Linked DNA regions of Danio rerio: region 1 is linked to region 2. A link is a contact called in public Hi-C data. All regions are on one chromosome and are shown on one strand. Each heading gives the region's core, a stretch centred on a gene start, on an enhancer-like site or on the middle of the called end of the contact. The rest is flanking DNA. Distances are from core to core; before and after follow the strand shown.

What was found. Hi-C and Micro-C count contacts between places; a contact is called where the count stands out from the background.
Region 1: a Hi-C map of an unstated tissue shows a contact between it and region 2, with 4 times the contacts expected there. The contact joins the enhancer-like site here to the promoter of mydgf in region 2. A contact is called at or near these places in 3 of 18 Hi-C or Micro-C datasets (caudal fin, hematopoietic stem cells and an unstated tissue).

The regions. Positions count from the first base shown.
Region 1 is chr22:5,463,394-5,468,990 of GRCz12tu, reverse strand. cers1 (ceramide synthase 1) reads right to left here. Exons shown (of 7, transcript XM_009295953.5): 7 at 1,976-5,597. ncln (nicalin) reads left to right here. Exons shown (of 15, transcript NM_207057.1): 14 at 5-83; 15 at 1,164-1,964. The coding sequence ends at 1,226. Among named protein-coding and RNA genes, the nearest start is that of ncln, 19 kb to the left of the region's middle. Within about 2 kb of position 3,455, at least 4 of the 62 cell types and tissues checked have an H3K27ac peak or open chromatin away from gene starts, as enhancers often do.
Region 2 is chr22:5,365,782-5,371,915 of GRCz12tu, reverse strand. It overlaps mydgf (myeloid-derived growth factor), which reads right to left and starts at 3,647. Exons shown (of 6, transcript NM_001002480.2): 1 at 3,407-3,647; 2 at 2,434-2,484. The coding sequence starts at 3,553.

The sequences.
Region 1 (5,597 bases), core at 2,206-4,705, 97 kb before region 2:
ACAGGGTAAAACCAGCAATCTTTGACCTGCTGTTGGCCGTCTGTATCGCATCTTATCTCGGAGTGCTGTATTTGGCCATTCAGGTAAGATCAATTTAGTGCTGGTTTTATTATTATTATTTGCTTAAATCGTATAATAAATCATATAATGACTGATCGTCAACTCTGAAAACTGGACTGACACGGTTTCAATTTTTCTATGTCAAACTGCTTTGACACAATCTACATTGTAAAAGTGCTATAAATATAAATAAAGATGAATTGAATATAGTTATCCAATAAACATTATATAATGTACAATAATAATTATATTAATTGAATATAAAGCAGCATTTAAATTTTTTACCCTAGTAAATATAAAGTTAGTTATAAATAAATATAGTTAAAAACTAGCAGTTAATGTAATTTATAAAAGCATTGCAAAAGTATTATTGATTACTATCTTTAGTATACCATTTCCTCCTTTAATTTGTATCAATATTGCATTGATATTTAATGTTTTAGTTTTATTTAGACTATTGAATAAGATATTATGATTATTCTTGTTTCTTTATTCTTGTTATATATATATATATATATATATATATATATATATATATATATATATATATATATATATATATATATATATATATAAAATACTGATCCTAGTAAATGTAAAATTGTATTTACGATCTGTCTATGTATCAATTTATCTATGTCTTAATATAATTAATTGTTAATTTACTGTAATATAAACAGCTATTGTGATGGCTGCGAAGCACTGCTTTAAGAACCAATGGAATGACCAAAACAACATGTAAAATGTTTTACAGTGAGATCAGCCTGCTGGTTTGTCTATTCACAAAGTTTTATCATCACATGATCTCTTGTAACAAAATCACATGACTTTTTTAATGCACATACTGATATTTGTTCATAAAGATGTTTCCACATTGTAGTTTTTCTAATCAAATAAAAAGTTTATCATACTCTTGTTATATGCCTATGTGCGCTTCTTGGCATTTGCATCAACCATTTTTATGAGCAAATCTAAATTGCGCATAAAAATTGGTGGATGGAAACATAGCTAGTGAATCATTTTGGGAAGCGATTGCTTCGATAGTTTTGAAGGTTTGAAAATATTTTTCCCCATCGCTAATTGTAATGTTTGTGTTCCTGCAGAATTTTGGACTCCTGTATGGTTTTCTGCGCAGAGTCACGGCTCCTCGGGTCAAGCAGCACTGAGCGACTCGTCACTTCATGCGCCTGCAATACGAAACAGAGCCAAGTGTGTGTTTGCATTCTTTATATCACTCACAGTTTGTCCGATTGATCGACTGATTGCCTTTTTGAGAATGAACGTTGATTTTTCATGCCAAGTGTTCATCCACTACATCTCCGCTAGCCTTCGAAGTCTTCCTCGTCTCAGCGTTGCCTCAAGTCCTGTATTCTTAAAAAATACAATCCGCAATTGTTCGAATGCAGTTGAGTTCATTTCGATTGTTTCGTGGAATCAATTGAGGATTGTAGTTTCCTGAAAGCCCTTCCTCGTGTGGTTTTTCTTCTCTGGCAGCTACTGTAAAGTGGGCCAAAATGGTTGCTGGTTGGGTTGACGCTCTTCAATCTTCGAAATGCTGATTCTTTTCAGAGCGAGTATTAAAATGATGTCTAAAATTATGTTCGGAAACATTTGGCATTTCATGTTTCGCTTTTATTCCTTCGGTTTTTCCTCAGAGTTATTTACTTAAGTTAGTAATTCTGTCATTTCTTTCTTGTCTTGTTTTGACATCCGAAGTCCAGTTCTGCTTCTCATCGGGAGGTAGTTTGGTACAGATTTGCTGTTATTTATACTTCGACATGCACTGATTTGTTTTATGTTTATTCTCTGAATTTGATTTGACATTACAAATCAAGAGGTACATAAACTTGATTCTCGAGGATGAAGAAATATAAAGAAAAATAAAGGCATTTGTTGAATGAAAACAATGGAGCAGTTGTTTTTATTTCCTTTGGACGGTTTTTATTAAATGAAAAAACAACACAACACATCTTGTTTCAGTTCAGCTGGAATTATTACAATTCTTCTAATACACATGAGATAAAAACCTGTCACTCCTTTAGTGGTCTGATCAAGAATAAGTGGTCCATTTAAAAATGACAAATTTTCAAACAAAATGAATAACTTATTATTCAATGTTAAATTAATCTGTATAAATTTATTTCCTAAACACAGTTTGTACAGGAAAATTGAAACAGTAGTAAGAAATTACAGTGCAATTTTATTAATTAACATGATAAACCATGGATAATAAAACACCCCAAAAACACCTCAAATCCTCAACCGCACTGCCTTAACACTCACTGGGCGGTTAATAAATATTTTTGGCACTTTTATTTAAATATATCCTAGATTTCCACTCTCCAAACTCTCATTCTGACTGACATAAAAATTAATTAGCTAATTACAGATAATAATCAATGGAGTGTATGGTGGCGTTTAACGGGTTGTTGCTAGATCGGATATGCAACGAGGCCGGAAGTGAACGACAATTATTTAATAAATTTCCCATTTATTGTATTTTAATGCCTACGCCCACCCCAATCCTAAACCCAAAAGTCACAGCCCAAATAGTAATCGGCCCGAGCTCGGCTGCCCTTCGGCGGCTCCGACTCGACATTGGCGAGTGTTATCCGGGCCGAGTGCAGCCCGCAGCTCGCTCGCGCGCATGTGTTTGTGATGCGGCTGTAAAGTACTGGCCCGATTCATGTTAACCATATCTGGCCCGAGTCTGTCTGGAGAGTCCGGGCCGCTTCTGGCAAGGACTCTGCTGATGGCAACCGATTAAATTCTAATTTTATCTAGTAATTTGTTAGCTCAAAGTTCAATGATAATTTGAGAAAATATGGCACGACAGCAACAAAATAATATTTTGTGTGGATGGTCGCAATGTTTAGACGCAAACAAAACAATATTATTTATAAATGGATTATACATATCATTTAGAGAAAAACTGTGTAAAATGCGCTTATTATCGAGATAGCACACTCCTCTGTCGACTGTTTTTTTTTTTTTTTAAAGCAACGTAGAAACAGTAGTTGTACTGAATATTATTTATGCTATCTATTAAATTATCCAATAAATTGTATTTTATTAACGTCTACCCCCACCCCAACTGTCACTGTAATGTAAAAACAGTAGTTGTACCGAATATTATTTATGCTATCTATTAAATTACCCAAAAAATTTTATTTTTAACACCAACCCTAAACCCAATTGTCACAGTATTGTAAAAATATTAATTATAGTTTTACTGTGTCATAAAAATGCTACTATGATGAACATATCGCACTTCCGACCAGCCGTGTATCCGATCTAGACTTTACCCGTTTAACGGTCGTTGGAATCAAAGTTTCTGCGCATGCCCGTTTCTGTCATCATAACAAAACAAGTAGCGCCTCTGCTAATGAGCCGAAATTAGGTTTAAATGTCACAAAATACCTCAGAACGAACGTCTCCACGAGTACTTCGTTATTTTCAGTGCTTTGACAATGCCAGGTAAGGAAACTGAAAGGAATTTACCACCTACTCGATGATTGACGCGCGCATATCGAATACAGCAGCAGCTTCAATGAATATTACACGAAAAAAATATGTGCCAGTGAACTTTTCCATGAACAAAATTAACTCGGACATAAAGCAGTTAGCATTAGCACACGCTAGCATCCGGAACGGAAGACAGCTCGTTAGCATCTGAACGTGAAGATTAGCTTTTTTCCACGACAGGTTTTGTTTTGATACAGTAGGCAAACCAACAATTCAAGTATGGACAACTGGGTAATCATTTCCACTCGACTTTTTTTTCTCTATTACAGCATATTATCAAAACTCATGCATTCCCGAATACAACATTCGAATAAATACTCTAATTTGTGTAGGAAGTTCAAATGTTTGTCCATTACGAGCATAGACGACTGTGTTGTCGATCCATGTTTATATATTAACTTAACGCGATATTGGAGTATAGTTTTAGCCAATAGAAAGCTAGCTTTTTTTAAATGCCATTGCAGCAGTGCTCGTGGGAAAAATCCACATAAGGAATGCAAGCAGTATTTTTTAGAAACTAATCCGAAGATTGAAAACAATTCCCTTTCAGTCATGTACATTCAAACACTAGCTAACACTGTACACACATGACTAGCAGATGGTTTAAAAAGAAAGCTGATTGGTGCAGTAGTTCCCAAATAGTTTTGATGTATTGTGTATTGCATTTGTTTAAAACTTCTCTGGTAAAATGTATCAAAATTAAGTGACATTTTACTTCAGAAATCTACTAATGGGGTGTGAAATCTTAATTTAAATGTGAACAAGTTAAGTTTTTTATTCAATTAGCAGATTTTTATTTCTTGTTTTAAGTGTCGCTCAATTTTAAACCTTAAAATACATCTTGTGGTATTTTGCTTAAATATGTGTATGAGTCAAATATTTAGAGCCTAAATGTGCAGGTAAACATCAAATCATTCCTTATTAAGCTCTTTATCTTTGTAACCCAAGTTTATTGCTGTCTACGCAATTTATTGGTATTCATTTGTTCCAAATAATATAACAGAGTGTGGTTTGACGTCCTGCCCTTTGTTTGCAAACAACTATAATAGTTTTGATGTATTATTTTTATATTGCACTATAACTTTAAAACTTCTGATAAAATGTGTTAATATTAAGTGAGATTTTACTTCAGAAATCCACTAATGAGGTGTGAATCTTAATTTAAATGGGAACACGTTTTTTATTCTATTAGCAGATTTTTTTTAAGCGTCACTTAATTTTAAACATTAAAATACTACGTCTTGTGGTGTTTTGCTTAAATATGTGTATGGTAAAAAAACATTTAGAGCCTGAATGTGCAGGTAAACAACATCAAATCATTCCTTATTAAGCTTTTTATCTTCGTAACCTATGCTTATTGTTGTCTACGTAATTTATTGACATTTATTTGTGCCAAATAATATCACTGAGTTTGATTTGACGTCCTGCGCTTTGTTTGCAAACAACTATAATAGTTTTGATGTATTATTTTTGTATTGCACTATAATTGTTTAAAACTGATAAAATTTATAAAAATTAAGTGACATTTTACTTCAGAAATCCACTAATGAGGTGTGAAATCTTAATTTAACTGAGAACAAGTTCAGTTTTTTATTCCATTAGCAGATTTTTTTTTTTTTCTTGTTTTAAGTGGCGCTTAATTTTAAACATTAAAATACTACGTCTCATGGTATTTTGCTTAAATATGTGTATGATTCAAATATTTAGAGCCTAAATGTGCAGGTAAAAATCAAATCATTCCTTATTAAGCTCTTTATCTTTGTAACCCAAGTTTATTGCTGTCTACAGAATTTATTGGTATTCATTTGTTCCAAATAATATAACAGAGTGTGGTTTGACGTCCTGCCCTTTGTTCGCAAACAACTATAATAGTTTTGATGTATTATTTTTATATTGCACTATAACTTTAAAACTTCTGATAAAATGTATTATTATTAAGTGAGATTTAACTTCAGAAATCCACAAAGGAGGTGTAAAATCCTAATTTAAATGGGAACACGTTTTTGATTCTA
Region 2 (6,134 bases), core at 2,398-4,897:
AAGCACCCGCTGACTGCTGGAGCTCAGACGTGCACATTTGCTGCAGTGCATGCCTGTCTGTGGTCACGTGATGTGCGTTTTCAGCGTTATAGTGTTGAAGGAGAGCTGTTTAGAAATGCTAGATGAAACGCCAGTGTTGATGTAGATCGTTTTCGTTCTAAAATACCATTTTAAAATAAATACGTTTTAGTGCAAACGGGGCCAAAAGCTGCGTCCCAAATGGCACACTATACACTATGCATTCATGCACTATGTACTTATGCACTTACACACTCAACAGGATAGTATATGTATGTAGTGGCGTCCCAAATGGCACACTAATGTGTTTTTACTAAGCGGAAATTCAAACCGTTTCCCTGATAACAATTGACGGTAGCCAAATCAGTGAAATAACCGACCGAATTATCAGATAATACCTGCCGTGAGTATTGAAGGCGCTATAATCACTCTCGTAGGAGAATTTTGCTTTCACCATCCAAAATAAATAAAGTTATTCAACATGTGCGTCTGATAGCTCCGCCCCTTCCACTACGTAAGCAAATCTGCGGTCGTTGAGTGCGTGAAGTGTCCATCATTACACACTTCATTTTACCAGCTGAATGAGTGCATCATCCGGGTAATTAAAGTGCACTTAATATTTTTAGAGTTTTCAGTGTGAACACACTACTTACACTATTTATACTACAAAATGGCGTAGAATAGTACATAAGTATGCGATTTGGGATGCAGCTAATGTGTGTGTTTTTACAAGCGAGTTGCTGCTGCAACGGGGGTGGGGTGGAGGATTGCGATGCCAGCTCAGCATCGTCTATCGACCCCAACCCTCATCAGCAGCATTGGCTATATTAATGGCAACATTGGTAATAAATATTAAATAGATCATATCATTTTTTTTAATAAGTAAGCATTATAAAGTACAATTATGTCAAATGAGTATGTTTTACAACATAATTAACGCACAATTGCTATAATTCCTCTGCTTTTAGAGGCAAAAAGTGGAATGTCGTAATCTAACAAATGAACCATGGCTTTACTACAAATAAACTTATTTTTTTTGTAGGTAAAGCTTGGTAACCATAGTTTAACCATAGTATTTGTAGTTTAACTGCAGATATACAAATGGTAATCAAAACGACAGGACACGTGGTTACTAGACTTCTATTACTATAAAAGACACTGTTAATTTTCGTAAGGGAGATTTTCAGCCATTCTGAATTACCTTACAATACTATCGGAAATATCTCAACACAAGAGATTAAAAAAATTGTGAATAAAAATATCTAATAACTAAATTAATTAACCACCAGGGTGTGAATTACAAGAGGGTTTGATCCCCCCTGAAGAAAATCAAAACAAGATGTATGGGTGGTCTGCACATCAGTAGTTAAGAAATAGTTTGAAATATTATCTTAAATAATATTCATTCATTTTCTTTTCGGCTTAGTTAATTTACTAATCAGGGGTCGCCACAGCATAATGAACCGCTAACTTATCCAGCATATGTTTTAGGGAGCGGATGCCCTTCCAGCTATCCTAAATAACATTACTAATTAAAATAATAGATAACTTAAATATACATTTGACCACTCCTATTATGATTCATACCATTGTGAATGCATGTTTGCGCTAATATTATCTAAGGGCCCATACATTTAGACACTGGACTTTTCTCCCCATAGACTTTCATTCATACGCATGCAAATGCGTCAGACCGGAAACGCAAGGTCGTGCGACAAGTTTCGCTGCGTTGGAAAGTTCAAGCTTGGTGAACTCTGACCTGCGAAAACTTATCACATGATTGTGTGAGACGAATCTTCCTGGCAGGTGTGTTGAAGCAAGTTGGTGATAAACTCTTCAGGACACCGCCCTCCAGGGCCGAGTTTGTACACCCTTGGCGTAAGTGTTTCTTGTAAAATAAGGGTTTGTACTGTAGGTGTCTGTAAAACTAGATGCGTCATTTGTATTTTAATACACACTTGCTCGCACATGGAAGTTAAACAGTAAAATAAAATATATGTGCAGTCTTTCATGGTCAGCCATTAATAGGTGCAGGAATGCAAACCTGTCATTTATTTAACATCACAAATGTCAAAGAGAACCACTCAATATCCCTCAAAACACTGCAAACAAAATTTTGATTAATAAATTTGAATTAAATGTAGTTTTGAATGTAGTTGAATTAAATATAACTTAAGGCATAGTAACCGAACATAGCCAATAAACCCCCCAATCGTCAATGTATAATTCACACCCTGTTAACCATCATGTATTAGTGTGCTTTAAACAAAATGCATTTATAAGAAATATCTTTAACAACTTAATGTATTAAGTAATAGCACATATTGCTACAAAATTAAATCATAGGCTTTTCTGGTGCAGGGTATTTATTTCTTTAAAAGTATTAAATATCTAAATATTTATAAATTGTCTTACCTCATTGGTTCCTCCTTGGCATGCATATGTGAAGGTGCATTTATACTTCTTCTAAAACAAGAAATAGAAACGTTTATTGTAAACAGATAAACAGGTTCACAATGCCAGGCTTCCTCCCACGAAATATGCTAATTTGTCAGACTGAACTTTAAATGAATGACTCCATGCTGGGGGGGACCATTACAAAAATAGACATTGTAACCATAACTCCAGTCTAAATAAATATATAAAATATGAAAACGACTTTGAAAAAAAAATGCAAATCTGGCACGTCGAGACGTCAATCACGCTTATAAAAGAGCGATGCTAACAGTGGCGTCACGCTGTCACAATAAGCTTGAATATGAGATTTAACTGAGCTTAAAATTAGTTTGTCAGTTACATAAATCTACAGAATTGATTCACAAGACTTTAATAGTGTACTTATTATATGTATGGTGCTTTTTGTGGTTATTTTTACCGTCCTTTTCGGAAGCTAACGTCCATCCACCTTAAAAGCGCGCGAAGATCCGTTAAAATTTCACAATCACAAAGGCTTGCGCGGGGTTGGAGCCACATGAAGGGTGAGTAAATAATGAAATAATTTGTGATTTTACACTAAAACATTCACTAAAAAAAGTTAACTCTAGCCGCTAGAGGGCACAATGAATCTCTACAATAGTCCAATGAGAAGCTGACGGGTGGATTTGAGGATTTCCTTTCTACACGTCGCGGTTTTTCAAACATATCATCCATTCATTACGAAAAGAGGTTAATATGAACTTAAATTAATATAAATGTTAAATATGAAACACGGTGGTGGCATTAATATGCTTTAAAATTCAATAACGAGTAAAAATGAGAGATGAAATGCGAGTGCGGACACATAGAATCGAGTATACGCAAATAATGCATTTTTGTAATCATAATAAACATACGGTGTTGTTAGAAGTAAACAAGTGCTACTCCATTAAAATATCAAACAGCTACTTACAAGTTTTGCAGAGAAAGTCTGCACAACTCCTCCAGGTTTGACATCGAAGTCCAGTGTTTTGGTCCTTTCAGCAGAACACAGTTCACAAAGCACAACAAACAGCAGCAGAAGATTCACAAACCATTTCATGTGCACAATAAATGCCATGATGCTTTACAGACAGGAGATCTGCGTTTATGTAGTGAATGAAAAAGGTGCCTGTACTGTTCCTGTATGTTCTTCATAGGATGGGGCAGTTCTGGAGTTTGAAATGTTAAGGCATCTAGTGGACTGGAGTAGAACAACAACTCACTTCTACATTTTCTTTTTTTCATTAGCCAAAACAAATATAGCTTCAACTGTATACATAATATCTGTGCTACTTTTAATTCTTAAAGATTAATACACAAAACATGCCAGGGGGGTTAAAAAATTGACACCTATCAAAAACTGTCTAGTCTTGAAAATTTATTAAAGTATTCAGTCACTTACGGTTGTGTACATTAAAACATACGCAAGTCTGCTTCTGCTGTAGAATTTAAAAGGTAAAACAAAAGTTTATCGAACAATATTTGACTAATATTTTAGCAATTTTGACTATATTATACTACTTTCCCTACATCACAGGGTTCAACGCTCAGGATTTTTTGTACTGGTCTGATTGGGCCAGTGGTTCAGATTTTTACTTGCCCTGCCAAAATTTTCACTGGCCCCACCAAAAAAAAAAAAAAGGGAAGTTAACAGCTATATTTTAAATAATGTGTCAAAAATAAAGTCTGTGAATCTACAATTTTAATACTAAAAAAAAAAATAATTAAAGTGTTATGCAAACAAAAAGAGTAGTATGGAAAATGTGGAGGTATTTTATTACAGCTGGAAATTATTTAACAAAAGATGGGCTGACTTGTCAAACTGACGGCAAACTGTGCAAAACATCACTTTTTTTTTTTTTTTTTGTCGCGTTGTTCACATGTAAATGTCTGCTTCCAAGACATTAGAAACTGACATTTTCTTTTAGCCTTCTCTGTACTGGTTGTTACCAGGTTATGGATAAAAATTGCATGCTCAAAACATCAAATCAGATAAGAGGAAGCGGAAAGCAATATGGTGTTTACGACATCACGGACAAGGTAATGTTTAAAGAATCAAAAGCACAAACTTAAAATCCACGCAATTGACAAATAGTCGCAGACAAATTAAATGTTAGTGACAAGGCAGCACTGTCCTAATCGGGCCAGTAATGATCCTGTCTACTGTCCCAAGCGTCTCTCACGCTGGCCCTGGGCCACCGGGCAGTCCTTATTGTTAAGCCCTGCATCACTATTTAGAAATAAATTGAAAAAATTCACGATTATTTCACCATTTCCTAAAATGTATCATATTTCTTTACTTTATCTCACAGATTTACACATAATAAGTCAAAATTACAAACTTTTTCCTCTTTAAACTTGCAACTGCCCATAAATTTGCTTGAAATGCCAGTTTCAAAATTTTATATATGTATATTCTGAAAATGCATGGGTAAAGCGGTGGCTCAGTGGTTTGCGTCGTCACCTCACAGCAAGAAGGTCGCTGGTTTAAGTCCCAGCAGGATCAATTGGCATTTCTGTGTGGAGTTTGCATGTCCTCCCTGTGTTCACGTGGGTTTCCTTCGGGTGCTCCGGTTTCCCCCACAGTCTAACGACATGTGGTATTGGTGAATTGGATAAACTAAATTGCCCGTATTGTATGAGTGTGTGTGAATGAGAGTTTATGGGTGTTTCCCAGTACCCGGTTGAAGCTGGAAGAGCACCCGTTGTGTAAAACATATCCTGGATAGGTTGGCGGTTCTGCTGTGGCAACCTCAGATGAATAAAGGGACTAAGCTGAAGGAAAATGAATGAGAATGAAAATGCATAAACATGTAATGTGTTATTATTATATTTTCAGTGCATTATGGCAAAACATACAAAGCCAAAATCAAGGCAAAATCTACAAATATACAGTATGTACTTCTGAGCCTGTTTTTTTTTATTTTATTTTTTTATCTGAATTGGAAACCTTTCTGTCACTTCTTATTAATATTATTCTAATTAATAATATTCTACAGACCAATAGTATGATTCAATGCGAATCTGAAGTAGGTAATTAAGCAATCCTCCATTTATTACACTCGTTTTCACTTCTCCAAACATCCTTCACCATCAGCACATGTTAGTTTTTCCTAAGCCCTAACACTCCTCAATGAGTACCTTGTATATGATTTACAGTAACTCGCTTGTGAGTTTTCTTCTTCATTTTGAGTCATGCAAAATATATTTGAATCAAATTTCCCCACACCGGTGACATAGAATTAATATTCACATCACATTTGGCTCAGATGTTAAAATATACTTCTACATTTTCTCCATAAGAGTTGTGTTCATATGACAGTGTTTCTGTTCACAGCGCCTCAGGAATTTCTCTTTCTTGTGTAATTGTAAATGTTTGGACAGCAGGGAATGTTTTCCCGAAACTTTGTTGCACTCTCAGCACGTTTGTGATCTTGAGCAAACTGAACTTTCCTGACTCTGATGTCTGACTGTGTTGATTTTACACTGCAGACCCATTTTTATTTAAGCCGTGACCAGAATTACTTTAGAGGATCTGGAGAATACATGAACTGGAAAAAAAGCAGTAAAGTAATAATATTACGCTGATAAATACTAAATACTATTACGCTAGCAGTAATACTATTACGCTAGCAGTAAATACTATTTATGACTAAATG